Linked DNA regions of Sus scrofa: all the other regions are linked to region 2. A link is a contact called in public HiChIP or PLAC-seq data. All regions are on one chromosome and are shown on one strand. The core of a region is the stretch at or near the end of the contact, and the rest is flanking DNA. Distances in the headings are between cores, read along the strand shown. Region 1 holds the start of HIPK2 (homeodomain-interacting protein kinase 2). Region 2 overlaps HIPK2 (homeodomain-interacting protein kinase 2). Region 3 overlaps TBXAS1 (thromboxane A synthase 1).

Evidence for each region. HiChIP or PLAC-seq counts read pairs in DNA pulled down with a chosen protein or histone mark.
Region 1: an H3K27ac HiChIP or PLAC-seq map of skeletal muscle shows a contact between it and region 2, with 5 times the contacts expected there. The contact joins the promoter of HIPK2 here to the enhancer-like site in region 2. A contact is called at or near these places in 1 of 5 promoter capture datasets (liver), 8 of 47 Hi-C or Micro-C datasets (alveolar macrophages, brain, fetal skeletal muscle and 3 more) and 2 of 2 datasets of contacts at active chromatin or transcription factors (alveolar macrophages and skeletal muscle).
Region 3: an H3K27ac HiChIP or PLAC-seq map of alveolar macrophages shows a contact between it and region 2. The contact joins two enhancer-like sites. A contact is called at or near these places in 1 of 47 Hi-C or Micro-C datasets (embryonic fibroblasts) and 1 of 2 datasets of contacts at active chromatin or transcription factors (alveolar macrophages).

The regions. Positions count from the first base shown.
Region 1 is chr18:9,939,127-9,942,049 of Sscrofa11.1, forward strand. HIPK2 (homeodomain-interacting protein kinase 2) reads left to right here and starts at 1,409. Exons shown (of 15, transcript XM_021078554.1): 1 at 1,409-1,625. The coding sequence starts at 1,607.
Region 2 is chr18:10,073,201-10,076,099 of Sscrofa11.1, forward strand. All of the region lies in intron 2 of HIPK2 (homeodomain-interacting protein kinase 2), which reads left to right. Among named protein-coding and RNA genes, the nearest start is that of CLEC2L, 100 kb to the right of the region's middle. Within about 2 kb of position 1,446, at least 18 of the 83 cell types and tissues checked have an H3K27ac peak or open chromatin away from gene starts, as enhancers often do. A contact at or near this core is called in alveolar macrophages, liver and skeletal muscle, where this site is marked.
Region 3 is chr18:9,841,892-9,844,792 of Sscrofa11.1, forward strand. All of the region lies in intron 2 of TBXAS1 (thromboxane A synthase 1), which reads right to left. The region is part of intron 2 of LOC106508202 (a long non-coding RNA gene); the gene reads left to right. Among named protein-coding and RNA genes, the nearest start is that of TBXAS1, 43 kb to the right of the region's middle. Within about 2 kb of position 1,405, at least 9 of the 83 cell types and tissues checked have an H3K27ac peak or open chromatin away from gene starts, as enhancers often do. A contact at or near this core is called in alveolar macrophages, where this site is marked.

The sequences.
Region 1 (2,923 bases), core at 159-2,658, 130 kb before region 2:
TGGGGGTGGAAATGATGTGCAACTAACAAAACTAGGTAAGTGTGTGAACAGGCTTCGGGGATTTTGGGGGGAGAAGGTTGTCACAGGGTATGGAGGTTGGGAAGGATAAGAGGTAGTGGGAAGACAATGGGTTCCTTCATTATTGTAACCCCCGACATACAGATTTTAAACTTTTTTGAGTCCTCTGACGCGGAGAGGGAAATACAACTTACATCGTTGTCCAGTATGGATAACTGAAAACAGAAGGTTTATGAAACAAATAGTTACTCTTACTACGGGCAGTGGGGTCTAATATTTTCTATTCTAGTGCGTTTGATTATTTTAAATAGCTGATTGCCATCCATTGAATGTCTTTCTTGATCAGTTAATGCGTCACGACCCACAGTTTTTAAAACACTGGCTAAGAGGAGACTCAGGTCTTAGGTGGGGGGCGATGGCAGGGCATCTACCAAAGAATCCAAGACGAAGCCGCAGGAGTGCACTGGCGAGGCTCCGGGCTGCGGAGAGTCTGGAGAGTGTAGAGTTGAAGGGAGAGAGTGTTGAGGAAGGCAGGGGCCTGGGAGGAAGTCGGTGGAACACCCGCCCAGGTGATAGGCGCGGGGAGGAGTGCCCTCCGGACCCCGTGGCCGAGGGGACAGGGCGGAAGCAGATTCCCGCAGGAATCCAGCGACCACCCTGCGTTCCCTAAGCGAGCGCGGCATGGCTTCTGCATCTCCGACCTCGTCGGGATTTGAAAAGCTCCTCCACTCTCGCATTCCCGCCCCCCCGGGGGAGGGCGGGCGCCCCCTGCTCCATTCATCCCTCCCCCCGCCCCCGCGCCCCGACCCCGGGCAGCGCCTGCCAGGTGCGCGACGGCTAGACGCCGCCGGCCGGGGCTCCCTTTCCAGGGCAGCCCCTCCCGCCCAGCCGGCGCGCACACGCAAAGTTCGGCGGCGGCCGCCCCTGCGGGCCCGCTCTCCTTTGCCAATCAGAATCCAAGGGTGCGCACCGCCGCCCTCCCTCGCCGGCCCGGCTTCCTTTAATCCGCGCCCCCACCCCACCCCCCGGCCGGCTCCTGCCCTCCGCTCGGCCTTCCCCGCCTCGCATCCGTGCCATCGGCGCTCGATTGCGCGCGGACTCCGCTCCCCGGCTCGCTCGCTGGCGCGCGCTCGGCCGCCGCTCCCGCCCCCGCCCCCGCCCCTCCCCCGGCTCCTCCCGCCCCTCCTCCGCCTCCCGTGCAACTTTTGCCGAAGCCCCCACACACAGCCATGCTGAGCTGAGCCCCGGCCGGGGACTGGCCGCGCGCTGCCCGCCCCGGCTCCCGCCCCACCGCGGACCCGCTCGGGGGCCGCGGCCGCTCGGCCCTCGGCCTCGGCCGCTGCGCCCGCCCGGCCGCCCCGGAGCCCCGCGCAGGGCCCGGGCCGCGGCGGCGGCGGCGGCGGCGGCGCCCGGCCCCCTCCCCCGGCGCCGGCCAAGTGAGGCGGTGATGCGGGCGCTGGCGGCCCCGGCTGCGCCGAGAGCGGAGACACAGGCTCAAGATGGCAGATTCCGACTGAGGCTGGGGGGGCCGAGCTCGCGCGCCGCGTTCCCTTCTCCGTTGCCATGAATCGCGGACACCCCGGCCCCGATGGCCCCCGTGTACGAAGGTAAGGGGCGCCGGCCCGCCGGCCCCGTTCGCCCCGCGCCGCCCGGCCGCCGCGGCCCCCGCAGCTTTGTTCTGCCCGCGGCCCCCTCGCCAGGCAGCCCCCGGCCCGCAGCCCCCGGGCGCCCGGCCTCCGCGCCCCACCCCCGGGGCTCGAACCGGCTGCCCGCCCCCTCCCCGCCGCCCCCTCCGTTGCCCGGCGAACGACCGGGCTCCGGAATCGAACAGATCTAATTTCCAGGGTGGAGAAAGAGGCGGGGGGGTGGGGTGCGAGGGTGGGCTAGTGCCCGAAGAAAAGATATTGGGAGGGGGCGCCGGGGCAAAGACCGATCCATGACGGTGCTTTTTATTTATTTGTAATAAATAAAGGTGATGCGCTGTAGCTTTCCTCCCCACCCCCCCGCGAGAAAATTACCTTTCGGATGATCTGCTTTCCACTCTGTCCTCACAGCTCCCTTCCATTTCCCTCCATTCCCACCCCACGCTCCTTTATTCTTCGCCAGCCTCTGGTTTTGGGGGGGCTGTCGGATCGGAATGTACCGGGTTAGGTGATGAGAGGGGGAGAGAGAGGGAAAAAGTCCATTTCAGACCCAGGCAGAACAATGAAATTGGCTAAAATCTGCCCGCAGCAGCGTGTGTAAGGGAGAATGTAGTTTAGGTTTTCAGGTCGGGGAGGCAGCCAGGAGGTTTGTCTCGCTGGATCTGGGTAAACCTGCGCCGTGCACCTTCACCTGGCGTTGGGTGCTTTTTCTGATCTGATCTGTCTTTAGGAAGAAAGAAAAGAACGGAAGGCAGAAGCACCGCGTTTCCCCTGCACTCTTTCGTTTCTCTTCAGTCAGTTCTGTCAGCTTCCACCCCGAAATCAAACCGGAATCAACTAAGTTTTTACACTTCGGTGTGTTTTTTGTATGTGTGTGCTTGTAGTACGAGGAATTTTGAACCAAAGGGTGCCTGATTTTTTTTTTTTCCAGTCCTTTTCATCGTGAAAATGTTTTTCTCATGAAATCATGGAAATAGCAGCCTTTACATACTTTTAGCGTCAGTCCATCTGGCTTTCTTTCGGTTTTGTTCAGATATTCTGTGGATGAAATAGCAAATGAGAAGGGCAAGGGTTTGTGGGGAACAGAGGAGGGGCAAGGAGAGGGGCTTTTAATTCTTTTATAAACCCAGAGAACATTCGTGGCCAGTGAGACAGGGAGCACATTAATAGTTTTCTCGCTGTTATAAAGGGAGATTAAAAAAAAAAAACTTATCTGAAAAGAAAATCCGTTATTAGTTCCAGGGCTCCAGATGAATTAGGGT
Region 2 (2,899 bases), core at 196-2,695:
TGGAAATTATAGTCATTGGAGTTCTAGATCCAGCCGTTTCCTCTGGTGTATAAGCCAGAAGGTAAGATTTTGGTGCTGTGCTTTGCAGAGCTGAAGCAGGGTCAACACAGGGGTTGGGGAAAGGGATGGAGAGATACTTACAATTTAGTGCACGCCAGGAAAGTCTTATTCAGAGCCAAGGTGTTCACTGCCAATACAAATCCAACAAACGTCCGCTCTGATTCTAACATTATGCTGCAGATGGTCGGCTGAATCAAGGAAGCTCGCTTCCTTTGGAAAACAGCCCAAGGGGGGCATCAGAATGACATCAACCTCGTGACCAAATTCTGATGGTGTGTGATGAGCTTTCCATGTGGATGTGATGCTTCGTTCTGAAGTCTTGAGCGTTTCTATTGGTAGAGCTGGAGATACTCAGTTACAGCAGAATCACCGGGGAGGGTCGTGCATCCCCATCAGCACACAGCTTCATGGACATCAGTAGGGGCCCTCAGGTGTCGAACTTCTGAAGCTGCGTCTCTTTGTCTTTGTCCTCATCTCCCAGCACCTAAGACAGAGCTGTTCCTTGCATTTCTCATATTCACCAAGGAAGCTGTGTCTTTTTCAAAACCCAATCCTAGGTTGACTTTGATTAGCCAGACCTTGATTGCTCTGTGGTCTCCACTAGGACCCTTCTGAGTCCCCCAGACATGGTGTGAACCCATCTTCTTAGGGATGCTGCCGGTGAAGCCCTCCACCACTCACCCCTCCACCACTCCACCCTCAGGCTGCCTTCTGTGCAGATCCTTTGGGCTTTAAGGTCCAGCTTCTCTCGAGAAGCCTCCCCCTGGCCCTCAGATTTCCGCCCTTTTTAGGGCTCTGTGTTGCTTTGATGTCATCCTTTGCCTCCCGTTCCCGGTCACCAGCGCAGGTAGTGGCTCCGAGCACATGTCAGCATTTCCAAGACTCCTTATTTTTGCGGTGGAAACTTGAGATTTAACAACCTATCTGAAATACAATTTTACATTTTGATCGCTTCTGCCCCAGCCATACCGAGTTACTTTCAATCTACATATATTTGCGGGAACGGGCTTTTTCACTGCAGTCCAATTCGAGTACACCTTATAATATCAGTGATTATTAAATACCATGGACTAACAGAGTGTCTTGCTTCCAAGGAGTTCAAACTGCTTTATAGTTCTGCTGACCATCATTTATCTTCATAAGCTGCTGTAGAGACAAGGCGGGGGAGGGGGCGGCGGGGGGGAAACAAGATTCATAATCAGATTTTATAGATGGTGAAATAAAAACTCGGAGAAATTGAGTAACATCTTTCCAGAAATGCACGGTTCTTCCTGTGTTCTCTGATTAATGTTGCAGATTTATTGCCCAAGTTGGGAGTGGCTGTGAACCTTGCACTTGTTTTATTAGCGTGCTGTGCGCATGATGGCGACATGGACTTGGCCGGGGAGGCTGGGCGAGGAAGAGCTTGTACCACGAAAGGGAACGCAGGGTTAGGGCAGTGCACCCCGCTAGGAGGAAGTGGGGGGTTGCAGGTGGGTGGCTTTCCTTCTAAAATGAAATGAGAGGTACTTAGTTGTTGATGAAATTAATCTTTGTACTTTTTCATATAAGTAAGTGAACCAAAAATGTTTAATGTGTATGCTTTCATAGATTTAAACAGAGTTCTGCTCATGTTTCAGCTTAGGAGGAAGAAAACAGGCCTTAAAAGGGATGCCTTGAAGTTCCCGTTGTGGCTCAGGGTAACGAACCTGACTAGTATCCATGAGGATGCAGGTTCGAGCCCTGGTCTTGCTCAGTGGGTTAAGGATCCAGCATTGCTGTGAGCTGTGGTATAGGTGGCAGGCGTGGCTCAGATCCCTAGTTGCTGTGGCTGTGGTGTAGGCCAGCAGCTGCAGCTCCAATTCGACCCCTAGCCTGGGAACGTCCATATGCCACAGGTGCAGCCCTAAAAAGAAAACAAACAAACAAAAAAGATGCCCTTTATTTACTTGCTGTCACATGGCCTTAGCTATGTTATAGATAAGTGGCTTCATCTCTGCTGATTGCCAGGCCCCCTGCTTCCTGTGACGCTCTGTCTCATCGCATCCTCCCGCCAGCACCAGGAAGTCGGTGTACAGCCACAGCTGGATTCTGCCTGTGAACACGGGGCTCCTGAGTGTTTCCACTTACCTTGGTGGGGGAGTTGTCCACGCTTCTGTTGGGGGTCATTCCCACAGAGGGTCACAGGGTCTGGACGTGGTCTGCGAGTGCCCTGTCAGCCATGTGCACAGCCGGAGGGAGAGCCCGTGCAGGGAAACAGCGAAGCTTCATCCCTGGTGTGTTGAAGATGAGGGCAGTTTATTCTCTTTCTAGAGGAAAATAGAGCTTTCGTGTCTTGCTGTGGGAATGTTGGGCAGGAACAGTCTCTCTCTTTCTTAGGTGCAAATTTTGTCTGACACTTCATATATGTTTAAAGTATTCGATGTCCCAAAATAGCGCTGAGGAGCCTCTGTAAGATGATTCCGTGGGGTGGCGAGTGACGCATGAGTCACCGACGGGACCTGGGCCATTCTGAGCCCGGGAGGAAAGACCATTTCCCAAGCCAGCCGTCCTGCCTATTGTGGAGCAGAACTGAGAATAGAAACGGCTCCTGTACAAGAAACCGGAATGTGATTTTTTTTTTTTTTTAAGCACATAAACTTTGAAACAGAAAGGCCAAGTCGTCTGCCTCTTGTCATAAGAGGTGTTGCCAGCGAGATGGTGCCGGCATCGGGGAAAACTGGCACCTGCTGAGGGTGTGGGGTTGAAACAGAGAGATGCTTTCCTTCTGCAGATGGATGGTGAGCACCTACCGTGCCCCTGGCGCTGGAGATACAGCAGTGGCGGGGAGGATAAGAGGGAGCGACAGGGGAGGACACGC
Region 3 (2,901 bases), core at 155-2,654, 230 kb before region 2:
GCTAAAATATTTGAACACTGTTTGCTTTCTCAGCTATGTTAACATTCCCCTCTGCAATTTGGTTTATATTATTATTATTTTTGGCAAAGCCTCTTTCACAGCCACTATATGTATAACTGTCTGCTGAATGTACCCAAATTATCACAAATACTGAATTATGATCCAAGTTAAATTTTAACTAAAATCAACATATTCAAAGCGAAAGAATCTTTGAGTGACTTTATACATTGGACATGCTTTGCAGTGGGAAAGGCGTATTCCTGGAGGTATATGTAGGGGGTGGAGAGTCAGAAAATGCTAGACCCACAGTGGTGTAGGGACAGTGTTGTATAGTGGGGTTGGAATATGCATGCAGATATGCACAGGGGGCTTGTATGGGTGAAGGATTGGACATGGCTGGATCCATTGTGCTGTGGGCAGGAAATACACATGAAAATATGCACTGGTTGGGAAGGAGCTGGAGGAGAGGAAAAGGCTAGACTTGTGCTGTGGGAATGGAGTGTATGGGCAGGTATGGGGGGGTGCAAGAGTAGACAGAGAGGGTGGAGAAGAGGTGATTTTTTTTTTTTTTTTGGTCTTTTTGGGGCTGCACCTGCGGCATCTGGAAGCTCCCAGGCTAGGGGTTGAATTGGAGCTGTGGTAGCTGGCCTACACCACAGCCACAGCAACACCAGATCTGAGTCTCGTCTTCAATCTACACCACAGCTCACGGCCACGCCGGATCCTTAACCCACTGAGCGAGGCCAGGGATTGAACCTGCATCCTCATGGAGACTAGTCGGGTCTGTGCCTGCTGTACCACAAGGGGAACTGCCGAGGTGATGGTCTTAATGGAAATAACGCCCCAGGCTCATTATATCAAGTTTCATTGTCCACCATTGCCATAGATCAAGGAAAGCTCATATGAATATAAAAACAGTCAATGAAATGACTACGTTGTAGCAAGAACTTGGCAGGGTTTGCACATCAAGGATGATGAGCAGCTAAGGAGCATATGTGCAAATTATCCAGAGGCTGGGGGTGCAGTGTTCTGGCCACATGGATACTAAATTACTCAACTGAAGGCAACTGATCACACCCCCGCCTCCACCCCAATTATGTGAAATGTATTCGCTTTCATTTCCTATCTGGTTCCTTCTAGTTTGACCCTTAGAAATGTCTTCACACTTGCTTCAAGGGCTCAGGGGGAGCCTGGATGAGACGCTGTTCGTGGGCGGAAAGTTGTGAACTGGCCACCCCTGAGCTGGAGGTGAGAGGAGAAGGTGTTTTTAAAATTCAGGGACAAGAGAAACAACAATCGGGAGTGGAAAGGGGGTGCTGGACAGAAACGAACAGAAGAGACCCTGAGATGACAAGGAGAAAAGGACAGAAATAGCCTGTGTTACTTTCTAACACCAAGGACCAGTCTTTCCAAGGGCAGAGTGAGGAAATCCTCAAGAGATCTTAAAGGGGTATCCTCAGGATTGTCCCCAGTTCAGTCCTTCCTGCCTTTGTTTGCCTTAGTGGCTCTTTGCAGGCAGGGTCTGTGGGCTCCCCAGGTGGCGTCTGGTGGCAGCACCCCCATGAGTTAGGAAATCTATTTCCTGGCTTCTGAGAAATCCAACCTGAGCACAAAAATAACCTTGGAAGATAGAGTTCTGAGCCCGAATCTCCAAATGCCCGCTGGAAGATTCCACTTGCCTGTCGCTCTGGCAAATCAAAGGCACTTCCCTAAACCAGCGACCTCCCAACCTTTGGTTTCTGTCAACTCATTAGCATTTTCCGTTACCTCAGCAGAAGGCTTAAAGCCGTGTTTGACCCATTCTTTTTTTAATTTCCTTTTTTTTTTTTTTTTTCGGTTTTTAGAGCCACACCCGCAGCATATGGAAGTTCCTGGGCTTGAGGTTGAATCGGAGCTACAGCTGCTGGCCTACACAGCTGCAGCAATGCCAGATCCAAGCCACATCTGTGACCTACACCACAGCTCATGGCAACACTGGATCCTTAACCCACGGAGTGAGGCCAGGGATCGAACCCATGTCCTCATGGATACTAGTCGGATTTGTTACCACTAAGCCATAGTGGGAACTCCTGACTAATTCTACTTTGAATTCTCCAAACCTAAGTAGCCACCGGAGTTACTCATTCTGGCCCCTGTGTTCTTCTCTCTCACTGTGACCAGCACCCCGGGCCACGCCCTCACGGCCTCACATCTAGACCTCGGCAACAGTTGGGAGTCTACAGACCTGACCTAAAGCTTCTCCTTTGCAGAGAAATCTCCCCTTCACTAGCCCCTCCTACTCACCTACGATGGGACATGTGCAGCTCTCCACTGGCTTTTCTAGACAGTGAGGGATCTAGCCCATCTCTCACAGCCGCGTGCTCTGGCACTCCCCAATCTTCACTTTTGAGTCCAGGTGGCTCCCCAAGCAGTGCCCTGTTTCTCATGTGGTGCAACCACACCTGCTGTTGCTCCCCACCTGGTGTGTGTGGCCTTGTCTTTATGTCTATTGCCCCTGCGGGACCTCCTCCTCCAGGAAGGCCCCCAGCCTCTCCTTCTTCTCTGAGGGACAGCCATGACAACATCTCTACCACCCACTGGAGCCAGGGCATAGGCAACTTTTACTTCTTCCATATGCCAGGGCTGGAACCTTAGACACTCAAAAAGTGGGGTTTGGGGAGTTTCCGTTGTGGCACAGCGGAAATGAACCCAGCTAATATCCATGAGGACTCAGGTTTGATCCCTGGCCTTGCTCAGTGAGTCGGGGAATCCGCTGTTGCCCTGAGCTGTGGTGTAGGTTGCAGTTGCAGCTGGGATCCCATGTTGCTGTGGCTGTGGGATAGGCCGGCAGCTGTAGCTCTGATTCCACCCCTCGCCTGGGAATGTCCATATGCTGAGGGTACGGTCCTAAAAGGGAAGAAA